Linked DNA regions of Gossypium hirsutum: region 2 is linked to region 1. The links are chromatin contacts, called in public Hi-C maps. All regions are on one chromosome and are shown on one strand. Each heading gives the region's core, a stretch centred on a gene start, on an enhancer-like site or on the middle of the called end of the contact. The rest is flanking DNA. Distances are from core to core; before and after follow the strand shown.

Region 1 (3,645 bases), core at 776-3,275:
GAAAAATTTGGGCTGTATAGGGTTATTGGTTTGGGCTTTATTGGGCCTCATGTATTTGGTTTGTATTTGGCCAAATGTGGGCTGTAAACAGTTTTGGGCCCCGGGCAATAATTAGGTATTACATGTAGTTTGTCACTTGAATTTGGCCAAAAGTACCAAATTGGTACCTAAACTTTTTTTTGTACGTGGTTGGTACTTGAATTTGTTTTCCATCACTTAGGTTGGTACCTCCGCACTAACATCATTAGTTTGTGCATAGGCTGACTCGAAAAAATAGAAAAAAAAAATTTGAATTTCGAGTTAAACGAATCGAGTTATTCGAATCAACTCGAATTTTTTTTTCGAATTTCGAGTTCGAATCGAATTGAGTTTTTGAATTCGAATAACTCGAATAATTCGAATATCAAACTATAATATTTTACATTTTTACCCCAAACTCTCAAACTTTTTTACTTTTCCCTCAAAACTTTTACTCCTTCCCACTTTCCCCCCAAAACTTTTACTCCCCTCCCAACCCTTTAATCTACCCAAAATCCATTTCCCACCAAAATTTTACTCTCCTATTTATTTTTTCTCAAAATTTTACTTCCCAAAACTATCAAAATCTTTTATTTTCGCCCAAAATTTTTACTCCTTCCCACTTTTCTCCTAAAACTTTTATTCACTTCCCATCCCACCTTCCATCTATCCCAAACCTTCACCCTTCAATTTTTTTTAAATATTTTTCCTTTAAAATTTTACTCTCTCTATTTACTTTCCCTCAAACTTTTATTCTCCAAAACTTTTTATTTTTCTCTTAAACTTTTACTTATCACCCTTAACTCTCAAATAAAAAATTAAAATTATCTAAAAAAATCACTAAACATAAATAGTAATAATTTTATTTATATCTACTATTTATATTATTAAATTAAATTTCACATTTTATATTATTTATATTATTGAATTGTTTAGTCATATTGAATATTTATATTAAAATTGAATTATTAATTATGCCATAAAATATTCGTGTTAAAATTTTATATTGGTATCAATTTCAAATTTTATTTTTAAAATAACTTTTATTAAAAAAATTATATTTTTACATTTAATATATTTTTTAATTCTAAAATACATAGTGACAAGAATCTGAAGATAATTGAAACAACTAAGCAAGCAAAGAAGCTAACCAATATATAAAAAATTAATAAATAAATTATGAAGTGATAAAAGTTAATAAAAAATTTGATTAAGTGGACAAATTTTATTACGATGAATGATAATGGTTACAAGGACCCAAAATTATTTTTTAAAATTTAACTCGAACAAATATATTCGATTCGATTCGATTCGAATTCCATCTCACTCGACTCGATTCGAGAAAACTTCAAATATAGTTAGGATGATAAAATGAGATTCGAAAACTCGATTAACTCGAAAATTTTCGATTCGATTCGATTCGATTCGATTCGATCGAATGCTCACTCCTATTTGTGCTGATGTGACATTGATGACCAATTTTATAGTGACACGTGGGAATCTATCAGTATGACACGTGGTATACATAAATTAAAAATATTTTAAAAAATATAAAATTAATTTTAAAAAGTAGAAGTTATTGAGCAAGCTCAAATACCAACTAGATGCTTTTTAAACAAGTTCATATACCATCTAGTTAACTTTGGACAAGTTCAGGGGTGAATTATATTTGAACTCTTAAAAAATTAACGATGTTAACAAATTGAAATAATGTGTGACAGAATACAAATTCAACTTCCAACTAAGTAAAAAAAAGAATTTAGATATAACTAAATATTTTTAGAGAAATTTAAAAGATAAATTAAGTATTAATCCAAAGGAGAATTATAGTTTATAAATAAATTTTTATTAAAGAAATTGAAATTGAAATTGAGATGTACACCGAATTTCAAGACTACTTTTTTAAATTGGATAGGAGACGATTCAATTAAAATTAAAAATTCCAATAAAACTAAAAGGCCCCAAATCTACAATTAAATGGGTTTAAAATTTTAATCGAATCGATTTGGATTTGCTGAAAAGACCAATACCTCTCAGTGAGCGACTAAAAGCCCAAAAGTGTTTATTCCTATATAAACCCATACATAAAACTAGGGTTTTAAGCACTGAAGAAGTTGTAGCTCCAGCGGCCGTTTGCATATCGTAGCTAACCTGCAAAGTTTCGACAATGGCTGTCGGGTGCTCATTTTTCTCTCTTTAATCTTTCCCATTATTAATACATATATCTTGTTTCTTTTCCTTTATCTGATGTGTGTGATTTTTGGGTTCTTTCTCTGTGTTGTAATATAGGAAGAACAAGAGGATTTCCAAGGGAAAGAAGGGAGGAAAGAAGAAGGCGTGAGTATTATTTTACAATTTCATTTTAGCTTTAATCATGTTTCGTGTATTTTAGAAAGAGATGTTTGTTGAGTGTTGATTTTTTATTTTTGGTTGGGTTTTCTTTAGGGCTGATCCATTTGCTAAGAAGGATTGGTATGATATCAAGGCTCCATCAGTTTTTACTACCAGAAATGTTGGGAAGACTCTTGTTACCCGTACTCAGGGTACCAAGGTACGTTTTCTTCTTTTAACTTGTTATTTACTTTCACTGTTTTGAAAATGATTGCTCTGTATTGTATATAAGCTTCTTGGATATTTTGAACATGAGTGAAAATTTTGTTTCATTCAGACTCTCCGCGCATTGTATACTTGTTCTAGTGTTATGACATTTCCATCTTTCCTGGAAATGATGATAGCGGAGTTTAATGTTATGTTGATCGTTCCTGCTATTTGATGTTTTGCTATGTTGTTAATTAAATGAGGAATTCCATCTTTGAGCTGAGGGTTATGTAGTAGGTAATGGTTGTTAAGCTGAAATGTTGAATAGTCATTTCTTTTTCATCTACTAAACTTATAGAAGCCTAATATGTTCCATTATCAAGCAAAATGGAATTTGAACACTTGGGAGTTCTAACTTGAAATGTGTTTTTTTACTGACAGATTGCTTCAGAAGGACTCAAGCACCGTGTGTTTGAGGTCTCACTGGCTGATCTTCAAGGAGGTGATGAGGATCATGCTTACAGAAAGATTCGTTTGAGAGCTGAAGATGTTCAAGGAAAAAATGTTTTGACCAACTTTTGGGTATGATAAATATAATTTATCTTTGGTTACTTCATTTTTTCATTGTTGTTTCTGTTCATAAATTAACCAAGTTGCTTTATTTCCCATTCTGAATATCCAGGGAATGAATTTTACAACTGACAAACTGAGGTCATTGGTGCGTAAATGGCAAACTTTGATTGAAGCTCATGTGGACGTAAAGACAACTGACAGTTACACTTTGAGAATGTTCTGCATCGGGTTCACTAAGAGACGACCAAACCAGGTTAAAAGGACTTGTTATGCACAGTCCAGCCAGATTAGACAGGTTCTGTCCTGTTCTCTGATAAATATTTAAATTTGCAACAGAATTTTTTTACTCATATATCTTTATACCCATTGAAACTTCAGCGATCAGTTGTTTATAATGTATTTATGCTTTCTTTGATTGATCAATTCCACGATGACTCTAGTGAAGTTGCTTTGTTTTTCAGATACGCCAAAAAATGAGAGAGATAATGACTGCTCAGGCAACATCCTGTGATTTGA
Region 2 (3,645 bases), core at 523-3,022, 590 kb after region 1:
TGTGATTGTGAGAGTCATCTTCAACCTTCTTCTTACCATTGATATTCTTTGGAGGGGAGATTAGAGCCGTTTGAAAGGATTTGTGAAATCTTTCGGGATTTCAAGGATTCTTAGGACTTTTCTTTAATTCTTGCTGTTCAATTTATTTTCTTTAATTCTGCTTGTGCCGATTCTTCTTCTAATTCTTTTGCTGTTCTTGTTTGTGTTTCAGCCTTGATTAAACTCCAAGAACTCTTCGTTTAATTGATCTCTTGTTGGCAGCTCCTAAATCGATTCAAGTTTTCCCCAATTTCTAGGGTTTTGCCGATTGCTATTTCCACGTGTTGGGTGAAAATTCGACTGCTGGAATTTGGGCATTCTTGGCCAAATCAATTTGTTGGCCGATTCGCATTCTTTCTATACTTCCAATTTCGTTTGAGTCATCTATTCTATTTCTTTGTTTCTTGCTGCTCTTGTAATTGAATTTGGGGATTTAAATTCAAATCTGATTCGGTTTAATCTTAATCTTTGTTTGTGTTTTCAGATCTGTTCGTCTAGGGCCTTTCATAGGAGTTTCTCGTGTCTTGGCAACTCGATCTTGGTCCACGCGCAACCTTATATCAGTTTTTGTCAGATGTAATCAATGCAATTTTGAAAGATAAGGAGGTGACTAAAGACAATAAAGAGGGTGGATGGGACTTTGAACACCTCTTTGGGGGATAAAGGATGAGAAAGAAAATGATGAAATGTAGGGAAATGAGAGAAAATAAAAAATATAATGTTTAATTAATTTTTTATTTAAAAATTCTTATTTAATTAAAAATGATATGTTTCACATTTTAATTAGATCTAACATTTTTTTTAAATGGCGGAACGGTTTGGATCAAAATTAGTAATATAATCAAAGTTTAAGTATCACTTTATGTCAAAAAAATAAAATAAAAGGTAGCTAAGTAGGAAAAAGGCTATAATTTGGTGGTCAATTTTTTATTTAAACCTTTTCTGAATGGTAAAAATATTTGATTGGAGTTTGGTAAACTAAAATAATTATGACAAAAAACCTTAAACAATAAATTTGAAAATCGATTCGGCTCGTTGATCTTTAGCTCAGTTGACATCGTTGCTATTGCAATACTTAAGAGGTCTTGGGTTTGAACATGTTTAAGCATGTATTTCTTTTAATTTAAGGGTTTGAGAGTTTATGAGTAGAAGTAGCACAAATCAAGAAAAAATAAAAACTGACTCAAACCAAAGTGTTTGGATGATTTATAGAATGTAAGTTTAAAAACTATGACTACTCGAAACTAAATTGTATTCTATTTTTATTTAATTTATAATTAATTTTAATTTTTATGATAAAAACAAATATTTTAATTTAAAATAGTGAGAGTAACTTAAAAACTCTATAAAAAATCATATATAAAAGGTATTGATTATTTTTATTTACTTGAAAAATTATTAATTTTTATAAATATTTATAAAAATTCTTTAAAATTTTGCCGAGTAATAATAAAAAATCATAAAATAATTTTTTTCCAAATAAATCTAAAAATAAAAGATAAAAATAAAAAATTAGGCGGATAACCAAATTATAATAAACGATAAAAAAATCCAAAAACCCAACCCAACCCAACCCGAGTAAAAGTGTAACAAGAAAATCGGTTGGGCTCCACTTATCAAGACCTCTAACCCAATTACTTTCAGTCCCAACTCACTCTCAAACACGTACCAACTTCTTGAGCACGTGCAAACAGCCAGAGAGGCAAAGATTAAGACACTTGGTTGGGCTGGCATGGCAACGAAAACCAAAAAATTATTATTTTAAAAAAACATTTCGTTTTTGAAGGAAGGAAAGAAAGAAACTCGGGAAACATCAACAGCAACAACAACATTTGACAAAGTTGTTGTTCTTCTTCTTCAAAGAAAACCCTTTTTCTTTACTCATCGCAAGGTTCTTTTTTCTTTGATCCGCTGCTGTCTTTTTCTTTTCTTTATCATAATAGTATAATAGAATTTCTTCTCGCAAACTCTAGGTTTTTGTTGTTGGGTTTTGGAAACATCATTAACTCAACAAGAACAGCACAGCCCAGATCACTTTAGTTATCATTTTTGGAAATCTATGGAGCAGCTTGTTAACTTCATAATACGCCCTCCCAGGTAGTAATCTTTCCTTTTTTAATTTTACTTTTTTTGGAAAAAAATTACCTTGTTTCCCTTTTTGTTGAATTTAATTTTTTTAAAATTTTCTTTTACGATCTTGTTTCCCTTTTTTTTATAAAATTTAATTTTTTTTTTATTTTTTATGATCTGTTCCATTTGGCTGACGAGGAAAGTTGTTAAGAGAAAGGAAAAATTGGGATTTGAAATTTAAGAGAAAAGAAAACCATTGCTTTTTACTTGCACCCCTTTTATATAGCATCAGATTTGAAGTTTTTATTTTTGTATTCATGTTGATCAGTTTCTAAGCAAGCATACCTGGGTGATTATTATTGTTATTATAGGGCTCTTACCGTTGGAATTTTATAATTTACGTTACTTCGTGGTTCCCTATGATCTTTCCATAATTTCAGAGCATGTCTGATTATTTGTGATGGCTTTCTGTTGGCTCTTGATTTGGTTAATTTTATTAATTTTGTGTAATTTTCTTTTCTTGTGCATATATAAATATATATTATTTTTCTCTTGTTATGGGAGTTGTGGGTATTTGAATTTCAAACCTTTCATGGGTTCTGGCATGCGAGTCTTTGGGTGATTTTGTTATTGTTTTCTGTTAGACTTATGTTTGGATTAATAATAATAATAATAAATACTGTAAGTTATAGTTTGTTCAGCTTAGCTGTGGAATTTAGACTATTATTGGTAAGATTATATCTTCATGAATGTAAAACTATAGCCAGAAATTTAGAAACATAAGTCATCTGGCTTTAAGCATATTGTTGTAACGCTGTTCTATGCTGGAGATAAGATGGTATATAATCAGCAGACTTATGGAAAGGGCACTGAGATCCTTTCATGAGATATTAAACAAGAAAGATAAGTGAATCAAAAGATAGTCAAAATCTTTTTTAATGAACACGTTTGGGACATCATTAATTTAAGACTGAATATTATTGTACCCAATTTCTAATGGGCATTATTGTTTGGTGGCAGAGCTGAATACAATCCAGAAAGTGATCTTTTGGATGAAGAGTTCATGTTGAAAGGGAAATGGTATCAGAGAAAGGATATAGAGGTACAGTTTAAAGTTATATACGCCTGAAAAATTTTAGATTTATTTAGTTTCCTAAAATTTGTAACTTTATTGGTTTTTCCCAAACCTATTTATGATGTTAATCTGTTCATTTCCCTGATCCCTCAATAAAATAACTTTCTTTAAAAAAATGTAGTAGTACAATAGATATGACTGCATTGTCTTGTCATCAACACATTCATATTACTGGTAAACTAAAACCAGTTAGTTAGGTGCCCCTAGCAATTGTACCTCTTTACTTTCTCTTTTCCTTTGGCAGGAAACATTACAGAGAAAGGTCATTTTTTTTATACTTTTCTTTGACTTGATTCGTAATTTTGAATCTTTTCCTTGTTGGCACTTGGCAACCATTGTGGTGCTGGCATGTGCTTTATGACACATTATTGAAGATTGAGGCTCATAGAAATTTGAATTGC

Evidence for each region. A called contact is a pair of places that touch in the nucleus more often than the background predicts.
Region 2: a contact with region 1 is called in a Hi-C map of leaf, with 1.9 times the contacts expected there. The contact joins the promoter of LOC107914863 here to the promoter of LOC107914996 in region 1. A contact is called at or near these places in 2 of 34 Hi-C or Micro-C datasets (callus and leaf).

What each region holds. Positions count from the first base shown.
Region 1 is chrD10:34,874,973-34,878,617 of Gossypium_hirsutum_v2.1, forward strand. It overlaps LOC107914996 (40S ribosomal protein S3a), which reads left to right and starts at 2,026. Exons shown (of 7, transcript XM_016844080.2): 1 at 2,026-2,196; 2 at 2,308-2,355; 3 at 2,464-2,569; 4 at 2,998-3,138; 5 at 3,239-3,424; 6 at 3,591-3,645. The coding sequence starts at 2,186. It overlaps LOC107915842 (a long non-coding RNA gene), which reads left to right. Exons shown (of 2, transcript XR_001689293.2): 2 at 1-184.
Region 2 is chrD10:35,466,695-35,470,339 of Gossypium_hirsutum_v2.1, forward strand. LOC107914863 reads left to right here and starts at 1,773. Exons shown (of 15, transcript XM_041102560.1): 1 at 1,773-1,930; 2 at 2,013-2,136; 3 at 3,130-3,211. The coding sequence starts at 2,099.